2 separate regions of the Mus musculus genome follow, and region 1 is linked to region 2. Evidence: chromatin contacts called from public Hi-C data. All regions are on one chromosome and are shown on one strand. Each heading gives the region's core, a stretch centred on a gene start, on an enhancer-like site or on the middle of the called end of the contact. The rest is flanking DNA. Distances are from core to core; before and after follow the strand shown.

Region 1 (4,087 bases), core at 546-3,045, 260 kb before region 2:
TTTTTTTAAAAAAAGAGAAATAAGTCCAATTGTAAATAGACAAGAGGGGTCTATTAACATGCCTGGGTAAGGAGCTATTTGTCATTTACTTGTTTATATTTATTTTGGTGTGTGTGCATGTACATGTGTGCACAGATGTGTGGAGGCTAGAGGCTGAATTTTCTTGTCTTTTTTTTTTTTTTTTTTTGATCATTGTTTATCTTTATATGAGACAGGATCTCTCACTGAGCCTGGAGCTCACTAATCCAGTCATGCTGCCTGCCCAGTGAGCTTGAGAGACCCCTGGAGCCAATCTCCCCAGCAGCAGAGTTATAGATCTGTGCCATTGCCCCCAGCTTCTATAACTCAGGTCCTTACACTTACACCGCAGCAGCTACTCTAATGACTGAATCATCACCCTAGCTTCCTGGTTAAGAATTTAGAGTTGGGCTGACAAGACGGCTCAATGGGTAAAGGCTCTTGCTATTAAGAGATGACTTGAGTTTGATCCCTGGGGCCCACACTGTGGAAGGAGAGAACTGACTCCCCACACAGTGTCCTCTGACCTCTGTGTGTGTACATGATGAGCCCCCACCCCAATAAATGAAATGTTAAAACAGTAATGCTGCCTTAAAGTTCTAGACGTTCACATGTTCACATGGTGTCCCGTAGGCTACAGTGGGATCGCCCTCTGTTGTGTTTTGAATGCCTTCCCCGAGGCGCATATACTTGGTGGGGCCTTGGTGGCTGGATGAGAGGTTTTGGGGAGGCTCTTGAATGGTGACGATTCTGGCCTAATTAACCAATCTCTTGGTGGATTCATAATGTGGAAGTATAATTAGGAGGTATTAAAAAGTAGGAAGACAGAACTAGTTGGAGGAAGTGAGCCACTGAGGGAGTGCCTTAGAAAGATATATCTTGTCCCTTTTCCTGTTTCTGCTTCTCTGCCATGAGCTAAGCTGCTCCACTTCATTATAAATCCTACCAGGACGTTCTGCCTCACTCTGAGCCCAGAAGCTAAGAGCCCAGTAACCCTGAACTAAAACCCCGAAACCATGAGCCGCAACAATCTTTTCTTCCTTGTAAGTCATTTTCTCCGGTATCTGTTGTAGCAACGGAATGCCTGACTAAAACACTCCCGATCTGGGCAGCAGACTCCAGCCTGTGTGGAATCGGAGGCCCAGAGACTATGGGAAGAGCCTGTCTTCTCTCAGGCAGAGACTGTCAATTTCCAATTAGCTGGAGGCTTGGCAGGCAGCTCTGGGCTCCAGACTACACATATTAATGAAGGCTGAGTCCCTGCTGGAGACAGCATTGAACGAGGAGAGAAGTCAAATTAGGTTCTCCTCATGGAAGGACATTAGTCTTTGGTTGGGAGCCGTTGGCTTATGTCTGGTGGGGATGGACATCTCTTCTGGTTTGCTGAGTGTATGAACATCCTCCTCTGGGCTGTGGTACTTGGATGGAGCTGAAACTTAAGACTTCTGCATGTCCTTTTAGCGGAGGCAAGCGGGAGCTCTGACAGAGATGGGAGCTTTGTTATACATTGGACTTGGGGCAGGAAGCAGGGTTCCAGAGGGTCCTTAGGAGTGAGTGAGTTTGGGGCTTCTGTTCCTGCCTACACAAAGTGAGAGGACAGGGAAGAGCTTGTCCTTTGGATGGTAAATGCAACCCAGACTTTACAATGGGGAGCTGACCAAGGCGCAGACTGAACCGAGCCTGTTTGCAGTAACAGGAAGAAGGGGAAACCAGAGACATCAGCTCTCTATTTAGAAAGCAGTCTGGTTGTTATGTGCCCTAGAGGGGCTCTCCAGGAAGTCCCCAGGGAGAATCTGTTGTCAGAGACAAAGCCCTAGAGAGTAGCAGCTTCCTTTGGTCAGCCCTAGCCTGTCAAAAGCAGGCAGGTTTTCATAAAACCCAAGGAGACATTTGCTGAGGAGAATTGAAGTGTTTCTCTGGGGAGCCACATGCTTGTACTTTCTTGGCAGCCTCCTTGTGCTTCTTGGGGCTCTGAGGCACCTGCAGCCTAGGCTGGGAGCCCTTCAAGGAAATTCCCTGGAGGAAACCATCTTGGTGGGGACCTCAGATGGGCACCCCCCCTTTAAAAGTGAAACATTCTAACAAAATGTAATACAAAAATACACTAAATTGATCCTTTGATACTTATATGATAGATTATAACCTCAAAGTATGAGCCAGAATCAACCTTTTCTCCCTAAGCTGCTTTTGTCAGGGTATTTATTATAGCAACAGGGATGTAATAAGCAGGACTGTTGGGCCTTTAGGCTGTTTCCAGAATTTTGCTGTATTGCAATGGAAAACCTTGTACATAATTTGTTTTTTGCATGTGAACACTATTCCTGTAGCATACATTCCAGAAATGTAATTGCTAAGTCAGTGGAACACATAGTTCCAGATTTGATTGATTTGGGAAATTGTCTTCTATAAACAACCTGCTTTTATTACCACAAGCAAAATTACAAGCAGCAAGAGCGCTGTTTCCCTTGCTTACCAACAGGCTATGTGACCAAGTGTTTAGAATTCTGTCATTCTGATAGGTAAAGAGTATTTCAGTGTGGTTTAATTTATTTTTTAAACAAAGCTAGTGTGTGTGTGTATGTGTATGTGTGTGTGTGTATGTGTGTGTGTGTCTGTCTGTCTGCACATTGTGTGTATAGATGCACACATCATGTCAAGGCAAAAGAAGGACATGAGGTGACTTGTTCTATTGTTTGCTGCCTTACCCTGGAGACTGGGTCTCTCTTGACCCTGCCACTCACTGCTGGCTGGTGAACTCCTGGGATCTGTCTGTCTCTGTCCTCAACACTGGCATTATATGCACTTATGATCATGCCTGGATTTTTTTAAGGTTTATTTTTATTTACTTATGTGTATTTATGTGTGTTTGTGTGGATATATGTCACATGTGTGTGGATTCCTGCAGAGGTCAGAAGAATACATTGAAGCCCCTGGATCTAGAGCTACATAATTAAGGCTCACCTGACATGGAGATGGGAACCAGAGTTGGACCCTCTGGAAGAGGGCTGAGGCTTCTTTGTAGTCTCCCATGTCCAGCTTTTTTTTTTTTAAAGGCATGCACCACCACTGCCCAGATCTTTTTCTTTTGTTTTCTTTTCTTTCTTTCTTTCTTTCTTTCTTTCTTTCTTTCTTTCTTTCTTTCTTTCTTTCTTTCTCTCTTTCTTCCTTCCTTCCTTCCTTTCTTTCCTTTCTTTCCTTTCTTTCCTTTCTTTCCTTTCTTTCCTTTCTTTCCTTTCTTTCCTTTCTTTCTTATTTATTTATTATATGTAAGTACACTGTAGCTGTCTTCAGACACACCAGAAGAGGGCATCAGATTTCATTATGGATGGTTGTGAGCCACCATGTGGTTGCTGGGATTTGAACTCAGGACCTTTGGAAGAGCAGTCGGCGCTCTTAACCGCTGAGCCATCTCACCAGCCCCCATCATGTCCAGCTTTTTAAAAACATGGTGTCCTACTTAGCTTTAGTTATCAACTTGACATATCTAGAAAGACAGAATCTCAGTTGAGGAGCTGCCTCTGTCAGACTGGCCTGTGGGCATCTCGGAAGGGGCATTTTCGTAATCACTAATCGATATAAGAGGGCCCAGTTCACTGTGAGCACTGCCATTCCTGGGTCCTGAGCTGTGTAAGGAAGGAGGCAGGGTGAACCAGTAAGCAGCGTTCCTCCATGGTCTCTGTTTTAGTTCCTGCCTCCAGGTTCTAGTTTTAGATTCCTGCCTTGACTTCCCTCAGTGTTGGATCATGATGTAGGTGGTAAGTCAAACATTTTCTTCCTCTGATCCTTTTATCAAAGCATTGGGAAACAAACTAGGACACTTGTTTTGAGGATTCGAACTTAGGTCCTCATGCTTATGCTACAGGGGCCCTCACCCACAGAGCCATCTCCCCAGCCTCGAACTATCATTGTTCCACAATAAGAAAGTGTACACACTTGTATTAGTCAGGGTTCTCTAGAGTCACAGAACTTATGGGTAGTCTCTATATAGTAAGGGAATTTATTGATGACTTACAGTCTGAGGCCAATTCCCAACAATGGTTCAGTAGTAGCTGTGAATAGAAGTCCAAGG
Region 2 (4,004 bases), core at 1,444-3,943:
TTTTTAGGGCATATTAAAAATAAGGCGCTCTCTCTCTCTCTCTCTCTCTCTCTCTCTCCCTCTCTCTCTCTCTCTCTCTCTCTCTCTCTCTGTGTGTGTGTGTGTGTGTGTGTGTGTGTGTGTTTCTTTCATTCATGAATCCAAAACATTTAGGCAGATATAGAGGAAGCCTGCGCCTGCCGAGGAGGAGTTTAGAGTGGATTAACAATTACCATTACATTGGCATTTTTTGTTTTGTTTATTTCCTTTGGTTTTTCAAGACAGGGTTTCTCTGTATAACCCTGGCATACTGGATCAGGCTGGCCTTGAACTCAGTGATTCACCTGCCTCTACCTCCCCAGTGTTGAGACTAAAGGTATGCACCATCACCACCCAGCATACATCCTCCCTTTTAACCTAAGTTTGTCAACAGGAGAGAGGAGAGGCACAGAGGGTAAGAGCAGGGCTTGGGGAACCCATAGTTGGAGGAAATGGGGGTGGGGGGAGCCCTACCATTTCCTGTAGGATCTGGCAAGTTTCCTAAAATCATCAGGTTCTTAAAGGTGAGAAGAGGACTGAGGGATGGCCCAGTGGGGGAGTGCTTACCTAGCATCTACAAGGCTGTATATTAAGTCAAACCCTCTGTGCGGGGCATTGGTGGGGGGTGGGAGACAGACAGACAGACAGACAGAGACAGAGACCGACAGAGACAGACACAGAGAGAGACATGTAGACAGAGACAGACACACAAAGAGACATACAGAGACAGACACACAGAGAGAGACAGAGAGACAGAGAGAGAGACAGAGAGAGAACGAACGAACGAACGAACAGTGACATATTTACAAGTTTGAAAGATGCTTCCGATAGTATGAGCAAAGTGTTTAGAGACACATCCAGGGCCTGGAGAGATGGCTCAGTGGATAAGAGCCCTGGCAGATTTTCCAGAGGACCAGAGTTCCGTTCTCGGCACCTACACTGGGCTGCTTACAACCGTCTCTAACTCTAGCTCCAAGTGATCCAACACCCTCTCCTGGCTTAGTCAGGTACCTGCAATACAGGAACAGATACATATATACATTTTATTTTATTTTATTTCCTTTTTAAGGAACAAACTCAATAACATCAAATTCATTCAATGTTTTCTTGATATTTCCTCCCATGGTTTCTGGCCTTAGAAGCTACTCACCTCTGTTTTCCAAACCCGTACCTAATATTTTAGTCTGGTTTAGTTTTAGGGTATGCTTTAAAAACACTTAAAACTGATGGTCTCTTAAGTAGACTGGGACTTACATTGGAGTATTGAATGAGTGTTGGCAGCATTGATCTATCAATGTGCTATTTATTAAGTTTTCTAGGCCATACATTCAATTCTTTTTTTTTCTCTCTCAAGACAGGGTTTCTCTGTGTAGCCCTGGCTGTCCTGGAACTCACGCTGTAAACCAGGCTGGCCTCGAACTCAGAAATCCACCTGCCTCTGCCTCCCGAGTGCTGGGATTAAAGGCTTGAACCTCCACTGCCCAGCTATACATTCAATTCTTCTACATACAAGGATGGTTTTCCGGTTTCCATGTGCCTTACAGGCTGGGGCTACACTGTGTGATTGAGCATGGCAGACCCTTGGCCACTCCTGCTGGGTCACAGGAGTCCCTGCTCACAGGTCCAGAAATGCCATGTGCCTTTGAGATGTGTGTGTTTGTCCTGAGCCCCGGGACCTTGCTTACTTTAGTGCCCTTAGCCCTTGAGCTCCCTGAGACACCAGAGCATCCTAAATTATAGCATTATAATTGATAGAATGTCAATTAAGAGATGTCTGTATCTTGTGACTTTAGGAGTTCATAATGACCTAAAAATTACCCCTAGCCAACAGAGCTGCATTGTTACATGCCTTGAAGATGAATATGCTTTACTGGAGCTGTCATCAGATGATATCCTCACCAAGGAAGTCAGCAAGACATCTGCAGGCCAGGCCCCTTTGCTGACGATTCACATGTCCAAACCGACCTTACAGATTCATACAAGTCCCTAATAGCAGATGCCTTACACCTCAAGGCCCTCAAGAGGACGGAAGACAAAAGATCTGTGAAGTCAAAATAAACGTGAGCGTGTTTTATTATTACTGCCTTGTTCCATCCTCACCCAAAGTGAGGTGGCACACAGATGATATATGAATAACAACTTGAGAGTAATTTTTGAATATGTCTGAAGATCTGTTTGAAGGCATATCATTTCTTGGCCAGCAAAAGGACTAAGCATAGAGAATCTCTGTAGCTGTACGACACTGGACTATACCCCACCCCCTTGTGTTTTGGCTTTAAAATCCTTGATTAGTAGCTTGCTTTAAGTAAATAGTAGTAGCTGGTGCTGTTGGAGAGCACGGTCTGTTTGCCATTTGACCTTTATTTTTAGATCTGGAATCTGTAAGAATGAAAGCAAAGTAAGGGTTCCCGGTACAGTTAGCCATCCTAGAGGAAGCAGAAGAGCAGGCAAGGCTGTGGGGAGTGGAGGAGAACCTGTAGCTCCCTCACCCTGCAGGAGGTGACTCTTCTGGAAGCTCCACCCAGGCAGGAAACCCCTCCGCGCTTGCGCATTTCAGCATTTCTGTATTTCGTCAGCCCTGCACCTGCTGGAATCTCCTGTCTGGCATGGACTCTGTACAGTCACCTGGTGTCCCCAGCACAGAACACCCTGAGGTCTTTTTCCTACTCAGTCAGATGCCAGAGGGTGTGGCCAGCTTTAGTTACAGAGGGAAGAACAAAAGTCATTTCACCTCTCCTGCGGAGCCTCTCAAACTGCTGGCACAGCTCCAAGCCTCTCAAACTGCTGGCACACTGCGGAGGGACGTTGCATAAACTCAGGGCCAACCCTTTTGGGTTTACCATTTAGAAATGAAAACCTGGGTTCTTCGATCCCAAACTGCTCTGTACTTACTGCAGGCCCATCTTGTCTTTGCTGCTCATCTGCAGCCTTTCTAACAGAAAGACCCACAGCAGTCACCATGTCACTGCCTACTTCTTTTGGGAGGTGACCCTGGGGAAATCCACATCGGTGTCATATGGGAAAAATGACAACCCCAACCACTGAAAACACTAAACTATTAAGCGCTATACCTAAGCACAGTATCGTATACCAGAATGTGGACAGTTCCTCCTCTCCCCAGCCTCCCCTCTCCTAGGAGTTAAACAACTAATAGATACAAAGTTGCATCCAAGTGCCCTTGCCACCACTCATGTACAAGTTCAAAACGGCCTCTGTGTTTATCAGGAAATGCTAGAGTCCTAGTTTCTACCATCTGGCTATTCAAACATTTCTAACCATGATTTACATGTGCCCATTAGGAGGCTTCCTCCATTCAAATGAGATCTTTCTTTTTCCATAACCTAGAGATTTAGTTGAAAATGACCAGGTAAGAAAATCGAAAACTTCCAGGAAGGAAGGGCACAGCAACATACTTACGTGGGTTATCCGGGCTTGCCTCTCTCTCTGGAAACATGTTAGGTGGAGCCTGAGGCCACTGCAGAACAGCTAACTCATCTCCAAATTTTGTTTGCTGAAGCCCTTTCTGGTCTGCAGAATGGGCGTGATAGAGCCAGAATCCTCAAAGTGTCTGTGCTTGGTATGTATCTTGGCACCCATCACGGATTCCTTACATCTAAAAGACCTGTGGGGGACCCAGAAGACTCAGGCAGGTGTCCCTTGGCAGTCAAGAGAACTCGGCAGTTGTTCATGACACATCTGATCCCACGAGCGAAAGAGTCTGCAAAGAGATAAGCTTTGTGTGTCCTACATTGAGTAACAGACGGATTGCTCTCTTTTATCCTATTCAAATCGGCCCCGAGTCATCATGGTTGCACATTTTTGTAATTCCAGCACTTGTAAGGCGGAGGCAGGAGATCAGAAGTTCCAGGTAGCCTCTACAACATACCACATTCAAGGCCAGCCTTGGCCACAGGAGAGCCTGTCTCAATCAAACAAACTATGTTGCCCGTGAACCTTTAGCAGCATTTCAAGTGGAAGCCTGTAGA

What was found. A called contact is a pair of places that touch in the nucleus more often than the background predicts.
Region 1: a contact with region 2 is called in a Hi-C map of the CH12 cell line. The contact joins two enhancer-like sites. A contact is called at or near these places in 19 of 39 promoter capture datasets (the 3T3-L1 cell line, the C10 cell line, the HPC-7 cell line and 10 more), 6 of 15 datasets of contacts at CTCF or cohesin (the NIH/3T3 cell line, embryonic stem cells, large pre-B cells and 2 more), 93 of 484 Hi-C or Micro-C datasets (the 3T3-L1 cell line, the AML12 cell line, B cells and 58 more), 11 of 115 datasets of contacts at active chromatin or transcription factors (the SCID.adh cell line, T-cell acute lymphoblastic leukemia, bone marrow-derived dendritic cells and 7 more) and 3 of 9 other capture datasets (adipose tissue, embryonic stem cells and liver).

Annotation. Positions count from the first base shown.
Region 1 is chr1:180,539,204-180,543,290 of GRCm38.p6, reverse strand. All of the region lies in intron 3 of Gm31986 (a long non-coding RNA gene), which reads left to right. Among named protein-coding and RNA genes, the nearest start is that of Parp1, 28 kb to the left of the region's middle. Within about 2 kb of position 1,795, at least 86 of the 459 cell types and tissues checked have an H3K27ac peak or open chromatin away from gene starts, as enhancers often do. A contact at or near this core is called in CD8 T cells, the CH12 cell line, bone marrow-derived macrophages and 2 more, where this site is marked.
Region 2 is chr1:180,278,515-180,282,518 of GRCm38.p6, reverse strand. No RefSeq gene overlaps it. Among named protein-coding and RNA genes, the nearest start is that of Gm31728, 24 kb to the right of the region's middle. Within about 2 kb of position 2,693, at least 112 of the 459 cell types and tissues checked have an H3K27ac peak or open chromatin away from gene starts, as enhancers often do. A contact at or near this core is called in CD8 T cells, the CH12 cell line, bone marrow-derived macrophages and 2 more, where this site is marked.